2 separate regions of the Mus musculus genome follow, and region 2 is linked to region 1. A link is a contact called in public Hi-C data. All regions are on one chromosome and are shown on one strand. Each heading gives the region's core, a stretch centred on a gene start, on an enhancer-like site or on the middle of the called end of the contact. The rest is flanking DNA. Distances are from core to core; before and after follow the strand shown.

Region 1 (5,949 bases), core at 3,178-5,677:
GATGAAGACACTCTAGACAAAAACAAGAACATTCTAGTGCAGTGTGAACTCAGATGAAAAACACGGAACTGTCTAGCCACAAAGTTGCCATAGCTGTAAGTGCTGCTATCAGAAACATCCCTTGTGTCCACTTTTTCCTTGCTTCTGGTGAGATTTCCTCAGATGACAAATCACAGAAGTGATTGTTTCCTGAGGTTATCTAATCTAGAGCAAAACACTGTTTCCTTTAAGCCATCACTAGTTACCTCAAGTAAACCCAGTCCAGTAACTCCATCCTAATGTGTCAAACACAGCCATAGGTGACACAGGTGCAGAAATTCAGGATAAAAGTACATACAAGAGGGCAAATCATGAGACATCTCCCCATGTCCCTCAAGTAAAGATGATGGCTTTATTCATTTGTGTGTTTTTGGTATTTTATAAGTAAGTGTGAATACCAATGGTCTTTCAGCAAGAGCTCTGCCACTGAGCCACATGCACAGACCTGAACACTCTCTCACTGAGTTGCTAGAACCCCCAGTGTCTACTCTTCTATTAGAGTCCATTAAAAATTAAGCTTTAGTGTGCTTTAGTGGCTCACAGCATCACAGGGCACTGCACCTGAGACAGAGCTTCCTGAGCATCTATAGGCTGTATTACTGACCCTGATTTTCGGCAATATCCATTATGGCTGGGACTGGGTTTTGAATTCAAGCTATTATCCTTACACGTAAGGGATGTGGACTCTGAAGGCAGCTATCTGTATCATAACCAGGACTATGCTTCCTAAGGCAGCCACCAGGGTTCTTTCTAGCACATTTCAAATTCTCTGCCTATTCCACATCATTTCTGAGCTATTCCCGTCCCTTTTCTAGGTAATGATGTAGACATTTTCATCATCATCATTATTATTATTACTATTGGAACCACAAAGCACTTAACTTTCATAGGAAAGTCAATGTGCAGGATGACACCTATTGGAGAAAACATCCATTGTGACAAATGCTGAGACTGTTGGACTTTCTTTGCAAAACTACAAGGAAATCTAGATGAGTGGCAGCTTGGACTTGGTTCTCCATTCCTTCTGAGAAGAAAGGCAAACTATGAAAATGTAGGGCAATACAAATTTTAGGGAAGAACCAATCTTAGTAACTTATAGTGGCTTCCCCTTCTGGCAACAAAGACATCCTCATGCGCATGGTGACCATGTCAATGGTTCAGTAGAGGGAAGTAAGATAAGGCCGACTTACTGCTTCACTGTGAAAACAAAACTGGAACATTATCTGCTTAATGGAGACAACTGATTGCCACAAGCCACTGGGAAGGTGAATCTGGGTAAACGGGTAAAGAAAGACAAGACTATAAATTCATATAAGTTTGGAGCACCTCTTACAGGGAACCTAATGCTTCATAGTATCTTTTGGAAGTTATTGGAGCATCTCTGATATTCACTGATGATTGTAATAGAGATAAACTCAAAGGAAAGAATAGTACCCCTTTCCCCACATCATCATTCTTGAGGGGAGATATCTTTGGGGGCCTTGGGGAGTGCTCCGGCCTTGTACTAGTTACTTAAGGAGACACATTCGAGTATTCCGTGATGCTATTGCATGCCATGATTCTCCTGCTGAAATTTAGACCAAGTCTTCCCCCACGAGCCATTCTAAGGAAGGAAATAGAAGCTCACGCATGTGTGTGTCTCTTGGAAGCTTTAACAAACTAAGGTGGATGAATGAAAACGAGGACATGATAGCTCGAAGGCTCAGACAAGGAGACTGATTTTATTGTAGATATGAAGGAGAGAATAGCCAGAAGCAGCTGGAGGAGTCCAGATTGAAGAGGGCCATGAGAGGGGAGAGATGGCGGAGAACAAGAAAGAGAAGAGTCCCAAGAGGGCAAAAAGGTCAGGAGTGGGCCAAGAGTGGAGCCAAAGTGTTAGGTTTATATAGGAATGCAAAGCTGGGGGAAGGGGAGTAAAGCCCCTAGGATACAGTGGCTTATATTAGGGGGAAGGTGAGACAAGCTAGGAGAAGACAATGTACTGAGTGAGCTTAGAGGCTAAGCATGCTCCTTGGTATGCTAATAGGCACTATACTTAGTTATCTGTACTAGTTTGATGTGTTCTTGTCTACCAGCACCATTCTTTCTAGTATTCTCAATCAGGAAAGCAATCTGGGATGCTCAGGCAAAGAGACCTTTTTAAAAATCTATCTCAACCTCTTCCAGTACTGTCAAATTTTCAGTGAATAATCAATGAGAGTTCTGAATGATCAGAGTGGCATAACGTGAAGTAGCCACTTGTGGGTCAAGATCAGCCTCATACTTTGACTGAGCTCTGGGTCTGTACCTTCCACAGTGGGGTGGTCTCTAGAGAAAGGGGAAAGGTCAGAGTCATAAAGGTGTTAGTAATAAATAGATAATTATATTTATGTCTTACAAATGCTTAGGAAAGCAAGGCTTCCTTTTGGGAAAAAAAAAAAACTTGAATTATTCTTTCTATAAGAAAAGGTATGGCTGCCTGCCTCAAGAACTCTACAAATCAAGGCCCTACAAATCAAGAGTTGCCAAATATACAGATAAGTAAACTGAAGTTACCAACAATGGAACAATGTCCCAAAAATCTGTCTCTAGACATGTTCTAGCCAGCTCAGCTTGACTGCCTTTAAAAGAATTCTGTAGATAGGTCTATTGTTTGTTCCCATAGAGAGGTCAACCATCACAATTACTTCCTGGTTTCGGGCTGTTAACAAAGTTTACGTGACATCAGCAGTGTCCCTAAGTCAGGGCCCCTGATTCCTAGTTCCTATTTCTGTTCCTAAAATTCTATTCTTTTGGTAGGCACGTAGCATAATAATTCAGTGTCAGACTTACCAGTTGATTCAACTCCCGGAAGCAGCATGGCAATGGGCCCTGTCTCAAAGGCTAGAAAAGTTGGCCCTTGCCTGGGAGCAATAGGGAAGATGAGAGGGCAAACTGCAAAGTTACATACTCATGGGGAATGCTCAAATTTTTTTCTTTTAGACATCCAGAGTAAAAACACAGCCTTACTTCTTTCAACATTAACTTCTGACATAATATTAATGCACCCTCAGTTTCTTATGTAGTCAGGAACATCATTCGGGGAAGCTGAGATAAAAGTAAAATGAATGAAAAATTTAAACAACTTGCTCCACACGAGGAAAATTTAAATTGATTTGGAAGGTTTACTTAAGTTCAAAAGTCCTTGGAGACCAAATGGAAGGATTATGTGTCCTATCCTATTCCTCTTTCCAACTCTCTGTGCTTAAGTCCCTTCCCTTTGTTTATATTATGTCAACTGTTTGCGGAACCGGAAGAGGTATGGCTGAATTACAGTTACCTTCAGTTTACTTAGCTGAATTCTTGGACTGGTTCTTTTTACCTAATGGGGTTTTCCTAACCTCAACCTACTTTAGTTTCCAGGACACAACAGACTTCAGAAAGTAAAGCTCTGTCCGCAGACCTCTCTCCCATCCTGGTCCTCTGGATCCCGTCTTGTCCATTGCTTCCTGACTAGTCTTTTACCTTCATGATTCCTCTCTGCCTCAAGTTCCCTCAGCTATTTGGTTCCTTCCAGATTCATACAATTCTAAGCCAATCTGGTCATCCTTACCTTTATTCTTACCCTGTGTGCCTGTCCCAGTCTCCTGCCTACACAGGCCACCTTCTTTAACTTCTCCTCTAGGGAGGCTGTTGGGTTACTCTCCCATGCATAATAGACTCTTTCTTGTGCATCCCACAGTCACAGATTACATGTAGCTCCCTTCCTATTCATCACAGTGAGTAGGGACCTCTTTCCATCACCCCAAGCTCTCAGCCTTCCCTACTTATGCCCTATTTAAATGAAGGATTCTCTACTGTGTAAATAAGAGTCCCCTTGCATCTTGTATCTATCTAGATAATCTATCTATGTATCTATCTATCTAGTTGATCTAGTTCTCCACACTTCCTCTTTTACCCATCGTCACCCTCCTCTGCACCTTACCAGCCCCACTCCCTGCCAACTTTCCCCGTTCTGTTCCCTTACTCTCCCATTCTTTTCATCCTTCTGTGTCCTTCATGTTGATCTTTAAACCTTCATGCTTTTCTCTACCCTTAAAAAAAGGTTGTAGGTTTTCTTTTTTTCTTCAAAGTTCCTTCCCTTTCTTCATTTTCATTTCAGAGTCCATTATTTGAGCTTGCAAATGTTTCAACCCTAAACTCATCTGTTCTGATCTATTTGCTATCAATTCTGCCTTACACACTTTCTGGAAGGAAGTAGAGGGTTAAAAAACACTGTTTCATTACTCATTGTCTCAGTGAAATTGGTTTTCTTTAGTCACCAACTGTGCAAAACAACAACTGTGTGTCAATCCTTATAGCCTTGACCTTAGAAAGGTTGTTGAGGCTTGATGGGCTCAGTAATTCACCTCGTGGCCTGGCCCCTAATGAGTCAGCAGCCTTCAGACATTATCCAGGGCTTTCCTCATAGCTAGCACCATTACCAGTAATTGCAGCCACTGTAGCTGCCAACTAGTCCTGAAGCAGTGTATTGTAATACATGTTAATAAGGAAGCAAAAAACTTGGTCAAGTACTGGGTCCTGGGAAAAGCTAATCTTTTAAAAGGAAGTAGATCGGAGGCTGAAATGAGGCCAAGACAAAAGGGCAGAGAATGGGGGTGACTTTAAAATGCAAAATCAATCACTTTGTCTGGCTCCAAAAATCTCTTCTAGCATCTTCCCAGAGGTTTAGGACTAATTCGAGCTCTACAGCTGCTCAAGATCCTTGTTGGTGCCACACTCTCAAATGTGCTACTGTGTTCAGACACAGAGACCATTCTCATTTTGAATACAGGCTGATTCTTATCATCTATCTGCCTATCTATCTACCTGCCTACCTGCCTATCTGCCTATCTGCCTATCTATCTATCTATCTATCTATCTATCTATCTATCTATCTATCTATCATCTATTTACCTATCATCTATTTAATCCATTATCTCTCTCTCTCATCCATCATCTATTATCTATCTATCATCTATTTAACCTATCTATCTATCATCTATCAATCATCTATCATCCATCCATCCGTCTATCTATCTATCTATCTATCTATCTATCATCTATCTATCTATCTATCTATCTATCTATCTATCTATCATCTATTTAATCCATTATCTCTCTCTCTCATCCATCATCTATCATCTATCTATCATCTATTTAACCTATCATCTATCTATCATCTATCAATCACCTATCATCCATCCATCCGTCTATCTATCTATCTATCTATCTATCTATCTATCTATCATCTATCTATCTATCTATCTATCTATCTATCTATCTATCATCTATTTAATCCATTATCTCTCTCTCTCATCCATCATCTATCATCTATCTATCATCTATTTAACCTATCATCTATCTATCATCTATCAATCACCTATCATCTATCTATCTATCTATCTATCTATCTATCTACCTACCTACCATCATTTTTAGTAAGAGTGTTAGCAGAGGTAAGTCTGATGGAGAAATGTCTATAACAGGGGTCTAAGAAAGCTTGTCAGATGTCACAGTTTATCAGGGTTTATTGAGGGAGACAAAAGAGTTCATTACAGGAGGAAAAAGAAAATACTTCAATTTCCTGAACATGTACAGAGACATGGCATTTGAAGAGTGTGTTGCTGATGTAGCTGTAATAAGGTCAAATTGGATATAGCAGAAAGGAAGATAGGTATTGTGGTCAGGCCTTGTGGTCTTGACCTTCTTACAGAGGTGTCTTGCTAATGCAGATAGAACTGTGACAACATAGGAGGCCAAGTCTTCATTTAGCATGATCAGATCGTGGATCACACAAAAAAAGGAAGAATGAAAGAATGAAAGACAGAAAGACAGAAAGAAAGACAGACAGACAGAAAGAAAGAAAGAAAGAAAGAAGGAAAGAAACAAACAAACAAACAAACAAAAGTG
Region 2 (5,614 bases), core at 579-3,078, 110 kb after region 1:
AGGCAACTGACTATACTGCATCCATGGTCATGAGCAGAAACTGCTCCTTCTTTTCATTCAGTCCAGTGCCCCATGCTTAAAAGGGTGCTTCCCACATTCAGGGTGTGTCTTCCTAACTCAATTAACTCACAGGACAACCTAATCCCCCACTGAGGCTTCCCAGACAGTTACGGATTTTGCTGCACTGACAACCAACAATAACCAGCTGTTACCCACTAAGTTTGTCACGTGATGTCTGAGCAGCAGAATAGACTGTGAGTACTAATAAAGTTACTTATTCTGACCCAGAGCACCAAGTCTGGTGAGTTGCGGCTCTCTACCTAATGAACCAGCTTTGGGTACCTGATGTTCCTTCATCAGCTTTATGACATGGAGAACAGATCTGGCCCTCAGCACTGCCAAGCTCAGCAGAGAGCAGCCAAACCGCAGTCAACCTGCAGCCTGGTCATTGTGACATAAATGCTTGTGAATCTAAAGCCATCGAGGTTTGGAAGCTGTTGTGAGGCAGTTTCAAAACCCAAACCCCAGTTTGTCTTCAGTAACATCCTGACCCACATATGGAGTTTCATCAGAAAGACCACAAATCACACAAAATGTAACTGTGTTTATATAGATCTCCAGCCATCCCTGAGAAACTAGTAGTCACAAAGAGAAGTAGCCAAATGACAAAACACCCAAGGATCATTCTTTTCTTCCAGTTGTCCCACACCCAATTTACATGGCTTTTGAATATTCACTGAGAGGACATCAGTTAACACCTTATGTAGTCTTGAGACATTTGTCCAAAGACTTATATATTCTTCGGTGTTCTGACTTGAATAGAATCACCATAAAACCACAGCCTTAACTCACAATCTTCAGTCCATCATACAGGGGCTTTATTTGGAAGGTAGGTCACCAAAACCACAACTAGTTAAGATTTGGTCACTCTTCAGTGTGTGGAGCCCTGACCAATACAATGGCTTCTTTATAAATGACTATGCATTAAAACACAGGAAGAAGATGCTAGGTAAAGACAGGGCCTGAGCTTAGAGTGATACTACTACAAGCTAAGGAAGGGCAAGTGACCAGAAGTAGAAGCAGCAAAGAGGAATTTCTCTACAGGTGTCAGAGGGGATGCGTCCTTGCTGATGGGCAGATTGGAGGAAATGTGCTTTCAGAACTGTAAGTAAATACATTTTTCTGTTTTGTAAATATTGTATTTTATGTATACTAAGTACTTTGCCTACATGTATGCATGTGTACCATGTTCTCTGTGTTCTTAAAGGCCAGAAGAGGCTGTCAGAGCTCCGAGATCTTCAGTTATAGGTTTGAGCCTCCATCTGGGTATTGGGATTTGACTTGGGTTCTCTGCAAGAGCAACAAGCACTCTTAACCACTGAGTCATCTCTCCAGCCCCTATGTTTGTTGTTTTAAGCCACCCTATTTATAGTACATTGTCATTACAAACCTAACATGAAAATATGCTGATTTTAAATTACTTCTCTATATTATCACTGTTTCAAAGGCATGCTGTCGCAAAACTTTACTTTCCCATCAGGACTACTATGCTGTTGTCTCTCATCATTTAAAGGAATTATAAGAATGCCATTTAGGGAACTGGCAAATACTATACTGAGTAACAACAAACATTCATCCAGTTAACACCAGTAATCGGGAGATAAGAGCATGAAAACTCACATGCTTATCAAGAAACTATTTCGAGATAAGAGTTTAATGTAGCCGTAGAATATGTGACTCTGTATTATGCCCTACACATCATACTTTAACAATTTTCAATGAACAAAATCACACTGCCAGTTTCCTAGTGCATCCTTGCATGACATGGCATTTTCTACTTCCTTCTTCTATACACTTTTTAACCAGACTGTGAATCCCAAAATGGCATAGACTGTTTCCAATGCTGTGCAGTAAAAGACAGGTTTACACAATGGGGTAGTATGCCCCCATTGGTTCACATATTTGAAGGCTTGGTCCCACTTGATCAAACTGTCTGGGAAGGATTAGGGGTGGGGCCCCAGTGGAGGAGGTGTGTCACTGGGGTGGGCTTTGAGGTTTCAAAAGTAAATGTAATTCCTACTTATCTCTCTGCCTCATGCCTGTGGATCAGGTTGCAAGCTCTCAGCTACTGCTCTAGCACCATGCCTGCTGCTGTGCTACCCACCATGATGATAATAAGCACCAATAAACTCTTTTATAAGTTGTTTGTCTCTTCACTGCAATGGAAAAGTAAGACACACAGGAACATGCACCACAACTCCTAGCTGGGACTGGACATGGAATTTAATTTTTTTTTAAATTACCTAGTGGTGTGTGTGTGTGTGTGTGTGTGTGTGTGTGTGTGTGTGTGTGTGAGGGGGTATGTATAAGTGAGACAGGCACCTGAGGCCAGTATACAGTGTTGGATCACTTGGAACTGTAGTTAGAAGTGTTCATGAGAAGCCTGACTTGGCTGCTAGGAACCCTACATAGGTTATCTGTAAGAACAGCAAGCACTCTTAACCACTGAGCCATCTCTCCAGCCTCAAATAGATTTTAACTTATTGTTAAACAACAGAAACCAACCGTAGGTAATAGAACAGTAGTGACTGTCACTATTCAGATCTGTACTTAAGCATATTCCACATCAGCAGAAGTATCTGAGTTTAAAATCCTATTTTTCAGCACATGGCAGTGACAACAAAACCCATGTCTTGTTCATTATATACCCCTTATGTGATATATAAAACAGAAATCAAAGATGATATAGCCATTCTAAATTTCTCTTCTTACAGCTGGTAAGGTGTGTGAGTCCTATTTTAGAACCGCTGGTTGAGACTATAAGAGCAGTTAAATAAAACACTTTCTGGGGTTTTCATCCTTTCCAGAAAATGTGAGAACTACTAACTTCTAATAAATGTATAAACTTTAAATACATCCTCTGATAAGTGTGTTAAACTATCTATATCAAACAAGCAATGTTTTATGGATAACAGCTAGGATTTGTTAGTAATTACTACACCCCTATTGTAAGTACACTGCCAACTATACCATCCTCTGCAACTGAACAGTTCAGATTTTAGATCTGGGGAAGGAAAATCTAGATAAGATTTTCAAGCCAATAACCTAATACTAAGAGAACCAAAAGACATAATATTCTAATCTTGAAAATAAGAAGCATGTACAAAGTGGATGAACAAACCCACAACTCATCAATCACTCCTGAGAACATCAGCCACAGAGCAGAGTACCATCCTATGTTCTTGTGCTCTATGTGTATTTGAGTAACACTGTGCTAAAAACAAACTTGAAGGCTATAAGGTAATGTAGGGTGCAATCCCTGAGAGCTTCAGTAAGAAAAAGCAGGCAATAATGCATTCCAGCATTCAGAATGGGTACCCTTAGAATGGGTAGCCGAGCACAAAAAACTTTCCACTTGTTTTATTTTTCCAGAGAGGTTAGGCATTGAGCTCATGGGTAGAACATTTGAAGCTTTGTGCTCCAACTCCAGAACAGCAACATAGACAGAGACAGACAGACACATGCATATGGGTGCACGTGAGTGCGCGCACGTGCACACACACACACACACACACACACACACACACACACACAAGCACAACCTTGGGACCGGTCTGTACACAAAAAAGCAAGTTAGGTACAAGAAAAACCCAACAGATTGTGTGTGGGTGAAGATCCTGAGGAAGTGAAATTACAGTAGCTTTGAAAAGAAGAGGAAACTAAAACATGTCCAACAAAATCTGTAAAGATGAGAGGCAAGAATATAGAAATTCTATGATATATGGTATTTAATAAAATATCATTGCAAAACATGAACAAGTGAAATGTGGGAAAAATATAAATCACTCATGCTCTCATCATATTGAAAAAACCAATTTAATATTTTGTCCTGTTTTGGGCCTTTTTTTTTCTATGCTGCTATAACATAAAATCAAATTAGGGTCTCTTCTCTTGACATCTACTATCCCTACCCATTCCTCCCAAAGAAACTGGGCTCACCACTGAACACACAATCTGATACTTAATTCAATTATTATGATGATCTCCACAGGGTCAAATATTATTTAAAACCATTATTTTGATGACTAAGTATATATGCTGTCATTTTTTAAAAAATGGTTAAGATTTTTCTCAAATTTTTATAATATGACAACAGCTAACATAATTCCTTACTTTACACCAGGCAGCCTTCCCAGTACTTTATATAAATGATCTAATGTTCTAAGTGATGTAGAAGGCTAGATACTATTATTATCTTCATTTGACAGATAATTGAGGCACTAACCTGCCTTAGTTCACGAGGCAGTAACAAACAGTAGGATGATGGTTACATCACTTGCTGTTGCATCCACTCTGACCTCATCTAGCTTGCCACTGGCCTCATTATCAACATCATGTGCATTCAAAAGAGAATCACTGGGCCTGGGAAATTCTAAGACTAAACTGTCTTCTGCCTAATGGATAGCAACACACCCTCTAGCCTTCTGTGTGATATGAAACAATGTTTCCTTTGTCAGCACTGTCTTTCTGACATTTGCAATCTGATTACAATAAACTCAATTCTTTGATGTAATAAAGTCAATGTTTGCTCACATCTTAGCTATTTTAAATTCCTATTTATGAATTTTTCATTTTTCTTCTCAATTATATGTATATATGTATAATTTTTAAAGTTAGGGCATATAAAATTGAAATTTGCAGTGTAACACATCAAAGTATGTTGCTAGCTATGTTTCAGTAGGACTTAATAGATGGGTATTCCTTGGGCAAAATCTTCACAGTTCAGCTGGAAATCCCTAAGAACACAGAATTGAGCAGGCTCTCCCAACAGATGAGTAATAGTCTAAATTGTGTTCCACTATGAAGTAGAGGCTACATTCATTCAGGCTCAAGAGTATTTGTCTCTGGCACTTGGAGCACTCTTGGTACCATTTGTCAACTTGTATGCAAAAAAACAAATCTGTTAATCTGATATTTGCAACAGGAGGTCAGAATTACAGAGGTTAACAAGGAGACCTGGAGTGAGCACAAACTGCAGAATTCTCCTGCATTCTTCCTGGGCCACCCGACACAAGAATTTGCTTGTGATAATAATTTACCAGCCAGAAATTTCACACAAACAGGGCTAAACACTGTCAAAGACTGTTAATAAGTCATGAAAGCCATCACCCCATTCAGGGCATTTTGTAATAAACTGAGCGCCTGACATGCCCTCTAGGTTAGAATTTAAAATGTCTCACTAACAAGTTATTTTTTATGATGGGCTTTTTTCTTGATAGTTCATGTCATCTATGGAGGGCAAGGTTGAACAAGTTCGACTTCCAAAATTTCCCTTTCTTCTTTTTAGAGCCCTAAATATCATGGCACTCTCTTTGGAACTTTAGCTCCTTTTATTTTTTACTTTTTATTTTTTCTGTTTTTCAGTTTTTAAAATCTATTTGAAACATTAAACTTGATAGAAGTAGAAAAAAATCTCTTGTGAAGTCTTCTATGAAAGGAAATTGTGACAGGACCCTGATTATACAGAAACTGTTACATCTACAAGGGAGAATACTCAGTGTAACTGTGGCTTCATAGAGTGAACTGGGTAGTGTTCTTTCTGTTTCTACTTTGT

Evidence for each region. A called contact is a pair of places that touch in the nucleus more often than the background predicts.
Region 2: a Hi-C map of the MNK3 cell line shows a contact between it and region 1, with 4 times the contacts expected there. The contact joins two enhancer-like sites. A contact is called at or near these places in 3 of 484 Hi-C or Micro-C datasets (the MNK3 cell line, bone marrow-derived macrophages and embryonic stem cells) and 1 of 9 other capture datasets (adipose tissue).

What each region holds. Positions count from the first base shown.
Region 1 is chr10:30,673,819-30,679,767 of GRCm38.p6, forward strand. All of the region lies in intron 10 of Ncoa7 (nuclear receptor coactivator 7), which reads right to left. Among named protein-coding and RNA genes, the nearest start is that of Hint3, 58 kb to the left of the region's middle. Within about 2 kb of position 4,428, at least 15 of the 459 cell types and tissues checked have an H3K27ac peak or open chromatin away from gene starts, as enhancers often do. A contact at or near this core is called in the MNK3 cell line, where this site is marked.
Region 2 is chr10:30,786,098-30,791,711 of GRCm38.p6, forward strand. The region is part of intron 1 of Ncoa7 (nuclear receptor coactivator 7); the gene reads right to left. Among named protein-coding and RNA genes, the nearest start is that of Ncoa7, 14 kb to the right of the region's middle. Within about 2 kb of position 1,829, at least 26 of the 459 cell types and tissues checked have an H3K27ac peak or open chromatin away from gene starts, as enhancers often do. A contact at or near this core is called in the MNK3 cell line, where this site is marked.